2 separate regions of the Sus scrofa genome follow, and region 2 is linked to region 1. A link is a contact called in public HiChIP or PLAC-seq data. All regions are on one chromosome and are shown on one strand. Each heading gives the region's core, a stretch centred on a gene start, on an enhancer-like site or on the middle of the called end of the contact. The rest is flanking DNA. Distances are from core to core; before and after follow the strand shown.

Evidence for each region. HiChIP or PLAC-seq counts read pairs in DNA pulled down with a chosen protein or histone mark.
Region 2: an H3K27ac HiChIP or PLAC-seq map of skeletal muscle shows a contact between it and region 1. The contact joins the promoter of COL8A1 here to the enhancer-like site in region 1. A contact is called at or near these places in 1 of 5 promoter capture datasets (liver), 18 of 47 Hi-C or Micro-C datasets (brain, embryonic fibroblasts, fetal heart ventricle and 8 more) and 1 of 2 datasets of contacts at active chromatin or transcription factors (skeletal muscle).

What each region holds. Positions count from the first base shown.
Region 1 is chr13:159,266,571-159,273,019 of Sscrofa11.1, forward strand. The region is part of intron 2 of COL8A1 (collagen alpha-1(VIII) chain); the gene reads right to left. Among named protein-coding and RNA genes, the nearest start is that of CMSS1, 78 kb to the left of the region's middle. Within about 2 kb of position 3,056, at least 9 of the 83 cell types and tissues checked have an H3K27ac peak or open chromatin away from gene starts, as enhancers often do. A contact at or near this core is called in skeletal muscle, where this site is marked.
Region 2 is chr13:159,372,185-159,378,363 of Sscrofa11.1, forward strand. It overlaps COL8A1 (collagen alpha-1(VIII) chain), which reads right to left and starts at 2,534. Exons shown (of 4, transcript XM_001926443.6): 1 at 2,250-2,534.

The DNA.
Region 1 (6,449 bases), core at 1,806-4,305:
AGGACTTATTTATAACTCAAGTATCAGAAAGCAGCCATCTTATGTCAGGATTTTATTATTAAAATAAACTGTAATAATTGTGGAGCAAGCATAGATCTAATAATTAGGATATGTGGATTCTCAACCATCCCCTAATTTTTTTTCAAGCTGTTTAAAATGTCTGTGCTTCAATTTCCTTCATTTTTGAAATGAGGTTGATAATAAAACTCATCTAGACTAATTCTGGGTTTGATGTGATGATTAAATAAATCTATACAAATACTTGGAATGACATGAAGACATCTGTTCAAGTGAGATACTCATGTTTTACTCTAACATATTTTAGTTATAACCCTTTATTCCTCTAGCTCTGTCTACATGTTTATTTTCCTTCATCATCATGAATCTTTATAGTAGCAGATTTTATCATGTTATATATATATCATGTTATATATATATATATATATATATGTACAAAGAAACCACTAGTATTTGGGTTTAATGACCATCTTGTAGTGTTTGGTTTTTTGAGGCTACAAATGGTTTGGCAACTGAGAAGCCTTAGACAGGAGTTAAAAGGATTAGCAGAAACCAGGTTTTTAAATGGAAGGAAATGTCTGATAAAAGAAGTCTGGAGTAAGGGAGGTGGGTAGGACCTCAATCCATCAGCAAAGATCTGACTTTTCTGCAGAGGTCCTTTGGTGAGGACTCTTGGAAGGAAGGAACATGCAAAGGAGCAGAGGTCTGGGCACAGTTCAAGTGCAGAATCCAGGAAGAGAAGTGAAACATAGATCTCCCTGGTTGGGCTCTTTATGGAAGAGCTCATATGCCGTGAGTGTTGTTACTGTCACGAACACTTCTGCATAATAGACCAGGAGGTCAAATCTGTTGTTCTGTCTCCTTTTCCATGTGCAGGACAATTTGAGAAAAACCAATATGCTTATTGCCCATTATCTCCCTACTTGCTCCTGTGACCACATTCACTAGATAATTTGAGCAGTTATTCAAAAATTTAATCTGGCTTTAAAGAACTTCATGCCATGTAAACTACATTTTAATTTTTTTGACTTGAGGGATGAAAAAAGGCAGGTCCAGAGAGGATAAGCAACCTGCCCAAAGTTGCACAGTAAGTTGTAAGTTTACTCCAAGATGGTGCTCTTTCCATTGATGATGTCTTTGAAGGTAGAAACATTTCTTTAGTTATTACCATGAGCTGATATCATTTGAAAAAAATCATAGAAAAATTCATTGCCTCCGTACATATTTTATAAAAATCTCCAGACTCATATCTGATAACTATTGATAGTAGTTCTTCTTTACCTGGGGGGGATACTTTCCAAGACCTCAGTGAATGTACCAAACCCTACATACACTATATTTTTTCCTATACTTACATACTTTTGATAAGGTTTAATTAATAAATTATCACAGGTAAAAGATTAACATCAACGACAATAAAAGAGAACAATTATAACAATATACTGTAATGGAAGTTATGTGAATGTGGTCTCTCAAAATATCTTTTTTTTTTTTTTTTGTCTTTTTTAGGGCCACACCCACAGCATATGGAGGTTCCCAGGCTAGGGGTCTAATTGGAGCTGAATCAATGCAGGATCCAAGCCACATCTACGACCTACACCACAGCTCACAGCAACGTCAGATTCCACTGAGCGAGCCAGGGTTCAAACCTGCAATCTCTTGGTTCCTAGTCAGATTCATTAACCACTGAGCCACAATAGGAACTCCTCCCAAAATATCTTTTTGTACAAAGTGAATGCCTTTTCCATCTTCATTAAGTACTTATCACATATTGCAGCCATAATTTTTGTTGTTTGAGGTATGCCAGCCAAACTAACATGGGTTTCTTTTTCTTTCACAATTTCATTTATAGAAGATTTGCTGTAAAAACACAGATCTCAGCAACCTCAGCACATGATATTTTTCTTTCCTGATTAACTCAAGAGCTTTCACTTTTTCACTTAAAAGAAGCACTTTATGGTTTCCATTTGAAATATTGGAATGGCTAGCATCACTACTCTGTGGTTTTGAGGTCACTATTTGGTAAAGTGAGCGTTACTTGGACACAGCACGGAGATAGTGCCACAGTCCATCTAATAATCTAGATGGCTCCTAAGTGACTAGCAGATGGGACAAAGGGATGATTAATGTCCTGAGCAGGTTGGAGTGAGAGGGCAAGAGACTTTATCATGCTACTTGGAACAGCACACAATTTAAAACTTATGAATTGTTTATTTCTGGAATTTTCCTTTTAATGTTTTCAGATAGTGGTTAAATCTGAGTAACTAAAACTGTTGAAAAGAAAAACATGGTAAAGCTGGGACTACTGCGTGTGTACCAATTATTAGATTGCTTACATGAGAGAAGCTGGCTAGAGTAATATCTCCAGAAGCTGTTTAGGCTCAATGACAGCTCTACCACGCTCCTGGATGGGCAACCTCAGGCAAGTTTCACTGTACATCTGTAGTTACATTTCCTGTCTAGAAAGTGGGCATAATAATATATCTCATCGGGTTGCTGTGAATACCTGAATATAAATTAAGTATTAGAACAGTGCCTAGCACGTGATACATGCCTGTTTATTTCCATAGAACCTAAGTACACACATATATAAGCCCAGAGTACATGAAAACTTGTTCTTAGAAGTTCTCATCTTGAACAGTTTTGTAAAAAAAAAAGTAGTTTCCAAATGAAAGCATCATTTCTTTTTGTAGACTCTAGAGGCAGTAACTCCAAGTGGTCACTAGATGGCAATTGTGATCCACTGTGACTTCAGAAGCAGAAGGCTTTAACAGAAGGCCCGACCCTTAAATTTTTCAGGGCTCTGCAGCACTGTAACTCAGGCAGTCCATTTCCCACAAGGTGGGCCTTTAAAAGAACTATTTTGGGTCAGCACAGTCTGCCTTCTGTGGCCACTCTTGGGACTCACCCCTAGACACCCAATCTTCCTGATGGAAGTGAGAAATAAAAAATTGCCTGCCCTGTCAGTAAACAATGAATGTCACAGTCATGAGTGATTGTAGCCATCTCTAGCCTGTGATTCCTGAGGGAACTTAGGAAGGAAACAAAGAATACTGGCCCTCTAGCAGCCATCAGACTTGCCGCTACTCTTTAAGGTGCACCCTGAGGAAACTAAGGATGTGAAAACACAGGATATTGGCCCAGAGAGTTGAGGTACATAGCAAAGGAATGATTTCAGTGAGCCCAGACCTTTGCATCTTCTCATAGAAAAGTGCTAAATTCCTTAACTTGAGATATCTGGTTTTCTGTTATTAACAGTAATCTTTTGTTCCTACTGCCTGCTCTTTGTTACAAGACCCCTATATATCCAGGCCCCCCTTCGTCTCCTCCGAGCAGTTTTCTCAGGGTTACTTGAGATGCTGCCTACCTGGCTAAGTCCTCAGTTTAATTCACTGAATAAAACATAACCCTCAACTTTTAGGTTGTGCATATTTTTTTTAGTGGACAGTAGCTTCACTGAGGCCTGGGTTTCCCTGCCTCCATCCTACTGTGAATTTGCTCTCTGCCAGATGGCAACAAGACAGTGGCAGGATATCATCTGTTAAGAAGATTAATCAGTGATTCTCAAAGTTTGGTAACTCCCCCACCCCCTTCCCAGTAGCCTCATATCAACCAGGAACTTGTTAAAAAAGCAAATTCTTGGGCCCATCTCAGACCTGACCTGCTGACTGGGAACTGGTGTTTTCACAAGCCCACCTGATGATCCTGACCCCTGCTAAAGTTTGAGAACCACTGAGATGGACCAATGTTTAGCATCATATAAATGCTGGCATTGGGTGGGTGTTCAGAGAATATTTTGCCTAATTCACTCATTTTGCTAAGAAGGCGAGTGAGTCCAGAGAATTGAATGACTCACTGAAGACCACAGGGTGAGTCTTGTGGTAGAACCCAGGTTCCAAGGCTGCCAAGTTGTATCCCCCAGCTTTTCCCACTACACTGTTCACCCTCTTCCTCTTTAAAACTGAGGCCACTAGATAACATTCTAACCTCATAACTACTTACAAAGAAGAAAAAAATCACTTATTTATACAGGTGTTGGCTCATTTATTTCAATAGACATTTCTATAGGGATACAAAAATGTGTGTGTGATGCATAGAGTGTGATGCATTTTTATGTTCAGTGTGTATGTGTGTGTGTGTGTTTGTGTGTGTGTGTGTGTGTGTGTTGGAAGTGAGGGAAGAATCAAGTGGAAAACTCATGTCTCATTTGCTAGAAGAGGCATGTTAACCTGGGAAATGGGTGAGTGCAAGTAAGTCAGGCACAGGGCTGAGGTGGCTGATGGATATGAGTTCACCAGGAGAAGTAGGGAAAGAACATTTGGAAAGAGGGATCAGCATGTACAAGGGTGGGGGCCCATGAAACAGTGAGGGGAATCTTAAGCCTTCGATTTGATTGAGGAGAAGGGAGAGTGTGGAGGTGTTATCATATTTTAGATAATAATATTACCTCTACAAGAATTATCTGACACTTATTGAATGTTAACTATGTACCAGGAACTATACTAAGCATTTTACACCTATTATTAGTTGATTTAAATCTTAAACAGTTTCGTGAGCGACTACTCTCATTCCTATTTTATAGATGACAAGAGAAATGCATGCACTGTTCTATTTTCCTTAAAATCAAATGTTACTGTGTTAATTTCTTAGACAGGCCTTAAGCTTAGAAAAAGAAACTTAATATTTACTCCAGACGATCTCTGTGATGTGTAGTATGTATTTTGGGGGGATGAGGAATATGTTTTTTAATACATATAATTTTATCATAAGCATTTTTTCAGAAAAGCATAAAATCAAGAAGATTTTGATATCCTTTCTTTTTTAACTCTAGGAATGAATGTCCCATTATTCTTTGATGTATCAGCAACTGTGGAACCAGTTTCTCATAATAACAGGCGATTTGTGTCTGAAAAATGGCAAAGAAAGTTCCTTTCAATTATTTGACTCACTGAAGAAAGGAAGCTGAGTGATGAGTGAGTGATCTGGTCTGAAACCATTGGCCTTACTGTGCCTTTGGCTTTCACTTTATAAGAATTCACTCACTGTGAATGTGTTTTTCTTATACGAATATTAGTCGATATTAGTATATGTTTTTCCTTGCAAAGGGGTGCCCACAACCAAACTATAAAGTTCTGATAGGATTTCAAATACCTAGCCCTTCATGGGTAAGCTTCCAGAAATTTCTAGTTTCTTTGGTCTATTTTTCAGTGATTTCACTTTTTTCTGAGAAAAAAATTTTCTGTTTCTTAGTTTTCTCATGTACAAAATATTGGTACTGGATGAGATGATCTAGAAGGCCCCTTTTAGCTCTCCTGGTCTGTGGATCTATGATTTAATGATTAAATGGCACTCATTTCAGAGTTTCCTTTGGAGTAAAATTTTAGTGTTGTTATAAAAGAAGTTAGCAGACCAAATATTTCTCCATGCATACTTAAAAAGAATGCCTAAAACAGCTCTATATTTCACTTTTTAGGATTACTAAGATTTTATCCTGCTCAAAGATATGATTATATATTATATTTTCACAGGGCATTTTATACATCTCAAGGTCTAAGCCTAAGGCCTGTTTTAAGTAAACATCATGAGAAAGAACTGATGGCCAGTTTGTTTTATGGGGCACTTTACGTGATGCTCTGCTTTTTTGATGCTACAATAACAAATGTGTGCTATAAGAGCTTATGTTACAATCTTGATCTTAACACTCATGTTAACAGCTGAGGGTAAACTGCTTTCTCAAGAAAATCTAGAAAACCCAATCTAGCATTGCCCTTCATTGTCTAGAGAAATTGAATAGCCCACAGGGTACTTTATCCTGAATCAAAGGAGGGGCAATAATGCCTGGAAAGAAGAACCTATAAAATATATTATTATTTTAAAATTTTGTAATTAAGAACATTTTATTCCTCCCCAGATAATTCTTGCCTTTATCGTTTGCAATTGATTTTGGAATTGATTACAAAACTTTTCTATTTACTTATTATAAAAGCAATATACATTTATTCTGGCATTATTACAAAAAAGTATAAATAAGGGCAGAAATATCTAAAATTCTGCCACCAGAGTTGCCTATTGTTTATATTTTTATTTTCATTTCCTTCCAGGTAAGCACAAACATTAAGATATGGCAACAAGTTTTATATTACATTTTGAAATCTTAAAAGAAATTAGCTTACATATGCAATTTTCAATGTCAACCTTTAAAGGTAACATTATTATAACTGTATAAAAAGTTATAAAACTCTTTAGTTTTCACTGCTTTTAACACCAATTTGACTTAGACCCCCTTATTTACCTGTTTTCATCACTTGTTTTTCCAGAAAATATTTAAGGTAATTTCAGCTTACTTTCCTCCATGTGGATATAATGTATGGAGGAAAACAAATCTCTGAAACTCATGTTACATACTATTTTTTTGGTTTGTTTGTTTTGTT
Region 2 (6,179 bases), core at 1,284-3,783, 110 kb after region 1:
ATAGGCTTGGCCATGCACCCAATCCAGGGGTAGCTCTAGAGAGGGCATAGGGAAGATTCATGTCTCCACAGCTTGTATAAAGAGGAAGACTTTGGGGGAAGTTCATGAAAGCCCACTGCTGGTTTTCCTGTAAACTTAAGGAGGGAAGTGTGGAGAAAGCATCACTTTGAGTGTCTGGTAAAGACCCCTGGGAAAGTGAGATCATGAGCAGCCTAGGATGATCTCACCCAGCTATTCAGGGTATTGAACGTGATGGCACATGGGGAAGGCAGCTAAATGGCTCATAGCTGGTAGAGTGGATTAACTGCCAGGAAAAGCAGAAGCAAACCCTGGGAGAACAATTTTCATCCCCAAATTTAGGAATAACAGGGAGCTCTTTTACACCGGCAGCACATTTTTTTTTTCTCCTAGAAAAGATAACTTTCCTCAAGGGGATCTGGTGAATGAAGCAGTGTATTTCACCCTTGTGATGATGGGCATGAGTCCGGCAGTAACATAAAAGAGGAATTAGCTTGAACATACCACACACTTGGTTTGGCCTGCTCCCATACCTGTGCTCTTGTCATGGTTGATTACCCACTTACAGTGAATATGAAGCAAGCAATCTGCACTGTGGCTTGAGATAAAAGGTATTTTAATATGCTCAGGTCACATACTATCATAGCCAAATAGTAATTTTATATCATTTTCTTAAAGGAAACCACACTTCTTGCAATAATTTTTCCAATGAAGCAAAATTTCACATGACAGAAAGTTTTAGAATATAACTCTTTCATTTGAATATAGCATGAAAGTGTATCCATTTGGGGTGTTTCATCCATGCCAAATAGAATTTTAAAATATCTTTATGATCCTTTTTTGATATACAAACAATAAGGAAGAAAGAATTGGAAGACAATCAATTAAACTTCTAATGATACTACTTTCTTTAATAGTGAAGACTTTTTTACAGCTTTGGAGAGTTTTCCCTTTCAAGTGAAACAATATAAACAAACCAAAAACAAAACAAAACAAAAAAAACTTTTCCTCTTACTTTAAGAACCTTGAGGGCTGAAAAAGTGGTTTGGTTTCCTGACTGCCAGGTTTGGTTTGCCGTCTCTAAGCGGTCTTATGCAATTCCCTAGAGGAAATATTTGAAGAGGGTTTTTCTCCCACATGAGAGAGTTTCATCCCACACAGGCCGCAGATCCTGATGGCAAACTTTGTGGACCAAGTGTCTGGCTTTCTAGAAGTAACTGAAGAGTACGTTTTTCCTCTCGCAGGTGCATAACACTCATTCTCAGATCTCAGAAATAAGAAGGTAAAGACTGAAGTCTTTAAAAATAGCTTAAAGAGGGTAGCTTAAAGACTGTGAGAATCGAGTGCCAATCAAGTCACTTTTGAGGAGATGAGGGCAAAGAAGGTGACAGGCAGGGATCAAACTTCTAAAGCCTTCTAACTGATCTTTCTTTACAACCCTCCAGTGTAAACAGAGGTATTGGATAATCTGGCCTGTAGTTTTCTCTGACTGTGAAACATATTGAAACGCTTTATGTTTAGATGTGTATATAGAAATTCATGAAGTTCTTTTGTATACTTTCTCATTCCAATGCAATTCTCATTTTAGGACGTCTTGAAAAGATAGCTAGCTTTGTGAGAGCACATTGTGCCCCAGCTTGTAAATTTGGATTTATTCTTTCCTATCTACCAGCCACCTGATTATGGTCTCTGTGCAAAGGGCACCCGTTCACATCATTTTTTCCAAGCACTTAAACCTGGAAAGATATTTTTTAGAGGACTCACAGAAGCTGTCTTGGGGGTTTGGAAAACATGGCAAAATTGTTAGCAGACCTTTGGCTGTGCTATTTTTAGGAAGCTAATTGTGTTCTTTTAAAATACATTTTCAACAATGGGACAGAGTTTTCCTTGCCCCCACTGATATGTGAAATATTTACAGTGAAAAAAATGTCACTAAAACACCCCAAATGGATACACTTTAACCTCGGCAACAGCCAGCAACAGGGAAAAGTGATTTAAAAGGAGAAAAGGTTTTTGCAGTATTTGTGCTGCTGTTTCTGTCCAAAATGAACTTTTTATTTTACCGTTCAAACAGAAGTTTGTTTTCAAACCAGTTGCTGGTTAAAGGAGCAGCTGATTTGGCATCCATAAGAATCAGCTCTAACCAAACAATAAGCCTGCCAACCAGAGGAAACTTATTCCCCAGGAAACAACACCTAGGAGGTCAGATACCTGTAGAAGTATTATCTTACCTTGAGCACGTAAGATCCAGGAGAGAGGCTCAGGGCTCCCACAGGAGAGGACCGGGAAAGTGCTCTGATCCGCTGCTGGTAACATGCACTTGGCTTTTATGGGCAGGTGGGTGGAGCTGCCCCTCATAGTAGGTGGGCAGAGAAGGAGCGGCTGCGGGCGGGCAGCCCCGGGAGGAGCTGGACACTCTTCTTTGGGGAGGGGCTGGGAGGGCAGTGCCGAGAGCCCAAAAGAGGGAGGAGAGGCGGGGAGGGAGGGGGTAAAGGAGAGGAGGACGGAGTGGAAACGGGAGAGGGAGGGAGGGTGGGAGAGAGAGGGAGAGAAAGAGAGACAAGAGAAGAGAAATAAAGATAGAAAGGGATGTAGCTCAGAAACAGGAGAAAGTAGTAGTTTGGGGAGAAAATGAATGAGACAGAGACACTGAAACAAACAAGATATAGAAGGAAAGGGGAATTGGATACGTTTCCCGTTTTGCATGACATTTTTGATGGGGGGAGGGAATTGAAGGTGACCTTGATAACAAAAGGTGTTTTCTGTGAATATAAAAAGCTAAATAACGGCTCAGGAACCTTGAAGGGCAGAAGAGGCAAAGGCGGCGAAGCTGGCGGTCCAAGTGAGTAGCATATCCCAAGCACAGCGTGGACATGGAGCAGGCAGGGCGGAGTGGACCCCAGGACTGCTACTGCAATCCCAGCAGCCCCCCTGCGTCCCCTGCGCCCCTGTCTCCAGCTACCCACTGGTAAAGCCCAGCCCCTTCACTCAGCACTCCGGCTGTGCTTTTTGAGAGCAAGGTCTCTCTGTGCTGCTGGTAGTGAGCAGCATCCAGAGGCCCCTCTTGAGACTTCTGCAGCATTAAGGTAAATCCAGCAAAGGTTGGAGAGGATCAGTGGAGATTGGCTTATGGAGACAGGAACCTCAAAACCAGCCTCGGTCAGGTCCTCCAGCATCTGCTTATGTAACAGGATTTCAGGGCTCTCTGCCCTCTGGTTATTTTCGGTATTTTAAAAACTCTTATTCCTAGCAATTGGTGATTGTCTTGGTACCATAGCTTTCTCTGTGTGTCTTAAACAGTAAGAGAGGATTCAACCAACAAGAGGCTGAAGGATCAGGCTGAAATTCTTAAGAAATACATTCAGAGAAAGAAAAACAAACTCCTTTAGCTGCTGAGTGGTGACTCACTTCCTAGCTCAAGCTTGATTTTTGCCACCAAAGGCATTAAAGCATTTTAAAACGGAGAACCTGAGCCTTGGGGATGAGGGGTACTGATAGGGGGACGGGAGGGCAGGGGAGATGGATGGGTGGGCCTAAACAGGATAAGGGAGATAACTTATATTGAAAGTATTGATATATAACTATATATAGCTATATATAGGTGTACATATAATGACATATATATACACACACACATATAAAACTTGATTCAGTATTCACCATAACCTTAGAATGTTAAGTATGATTCACATTGTGCAGATATATTTTTCTTTTAAGAAAGGAATTTCAAAGGGGTTAAGCAACCAGCTCAAGCTAACAAGAGGGGGAGCCACAGCTGGTGGGCTTACAAATTGAGTACACTCTGTGCATCAGGCCGCCATAGAGAACTCTTAGCCTGGTCTAACGTTAGATTGATGTCTTTGGATGGAGGATTACCAGACTTCAAGAGAAGGAAAAAGGATGGCCAAGAGCAGGATTTGTTGAACTGGGTACTATTGACATCTTGGGTCAGATAATTCTTCCCGTGGGAACATTTCCTGTGTGTTGTAGGATGGTAAACAGCATCTCTGGCCAGTAAAATCCTCCTCCCCAAGTTGTAAAAGCTGAAACTGTCTCTCCACTTAGCCAAATGTGTATGTAGGGAGGAGGGGGCAAAAATCCCTTCTTCCCTTTAGGAACCATCAGCTTAAAAGGTCTGTTAAGAAAATACCCAATAACGGCATTTGAGTAATAGTTATACTAGCTGACATATGTGTTAAGGTTATACTAGCCATAGTTTTTACATACTCAGATTCCACCAGTCTGCCTCTAGATTTCAAAGTTTTAATTGCTTCCTTTGTAACTGAGCTTATTCTCAAATGGATACACCTGGGAGTCAACAAAATAGAACCCTGTGTGCCTGGTGTATGAAGAAAGATTAATGATATATGAGATGAAAAATGTAAGCTCTTTGTCATAAACACAGATTTGACATTAGAAGAATTACCCAAATATTACTTGTGATGTTTCATGACATTGATTTTTTTGTCCTGAGATTTATAATTTTTCATCTCTAGGCTCCCATTTCAAATTCTATTTAGTAATGTTTTGGTTGTGAAGAAGTTATATCTAGTGGTTAACTAGCAAGCAGAAAATAAATGCTCAATAGATATGTATCTAATTGAATAAATGACATTGTTGAGCACTGACACACACAGAATGGCCAGTATTTATTGGTTTATTGACTTAATGAAAGAATTAAGGGACATTTAGAAACTCAGAACTTTAACTTTCCTGCTTATTTACATTTTGCTTTTACTGTCTTTTCCCCCACATAACTCAGTTTTTCTTTTTGCAAATAGTATGTTTTTGTTTTGAGGATGTGGCTAAATTCATTAAATGAAATCTATGAAGTGAATAACTCTAGTTACTGGACCTAGAAATAAGACTACGTGACTATTCTGGGGCTGACCCCTGAAAACAAATGTGATTTTACAAGCAAGGTATCACTTCTGACACTTTTAAATTTAGCCAAGAAATGTTTTCTGGGTAAATAGGGCCCAGTTGGAAGAGTGTCTGTGTGATAAACATATTGGTAGATATCCTCATCAGATTAAAGCAAATCATCTTTTCAATCCTGATTTAATGCCTCCAAACATGCCAGTTCTATCACATAGCTATGAAAAATAGAAACCAAAAAGGCAAGAAAAGCACATTCAGAGGGAAGGCAATTGACAGCTGTATTTTCTTTTCCTTTTTCCTCCATCACTCCCTCCTTTCAAACCTGAATATACAGCCACTGCAACAAAAGAGCTCCTTTCATTTTGTTTGGATGGTGCTAATGATTAGTTCATTTCTCCAGTTCACACTTGCCTGAATCTGATTCAGTAGCAGATCTGGACAACAAGTCAGGAATCCAGGAATGTGATCTCTTTGCTGACTCTTAGAGTGCCTTTCTAGAATCTCTTGAAGGTGACTGAGGTTTGAAATGACCTAGTTTGGTCCTCTGTGGAAAGAAAGGAATCCAATGACAACATACTAGATGCTCTGAAGTTTCCATTGTGTGAATATAATAACAGCTACAGATGATTACCTTATATTAAAGAGCTTTGAAAATGGAAACTTTTTTTTCTTATTTAGAATTAATCGGTTAAGTATTTTGAAAGAATGGATACAGACAGCATGGGGTATTCAAAGCAGGGGAAAACAAGAATTTAGATCTGTTCTCATGGTGGAAAAAAATCCTCACAAAATCCTGTTTGTTGGGTAGAAAAGAGGCATCAGGGAGGAGGTGGCATTTGAGCTGAACTGTGGAAAGTAGCATTTGGATAAATGACTGATGAATATTAGAACAATGGAGGAAATGTATGCAACTGGGGAAGGCACAGGGATATTTGGAGAGTGGTGAATTGGCCAGCATGACTGAAGTGAAGGGTCTGTATATCAGAAGAGTGAGGCTAAGGAGCAGAAAAGGAGGGATGGGGTCAGCCTGTAGAAGGCTTTAAATGTCACCGGACTAGTCTGAACTGTGTACTGGAGGCAATGAGAAGTCCTTAAAGACCTTTGAGAAATAGAATGGCCTAATGGAAATGTAATATTATTAAGAATTCACTTTTCTTTGAATAGGGTCTTTATGGTAGCTTTGCCTATAAATGCTTGCCAGTATGTCCAGGGCCATTAGCATATTTAGAGAAAACTGAGTGTCTGTCTCCTGCAGACTTGGAGGTCTGTGTGAGGCAGGA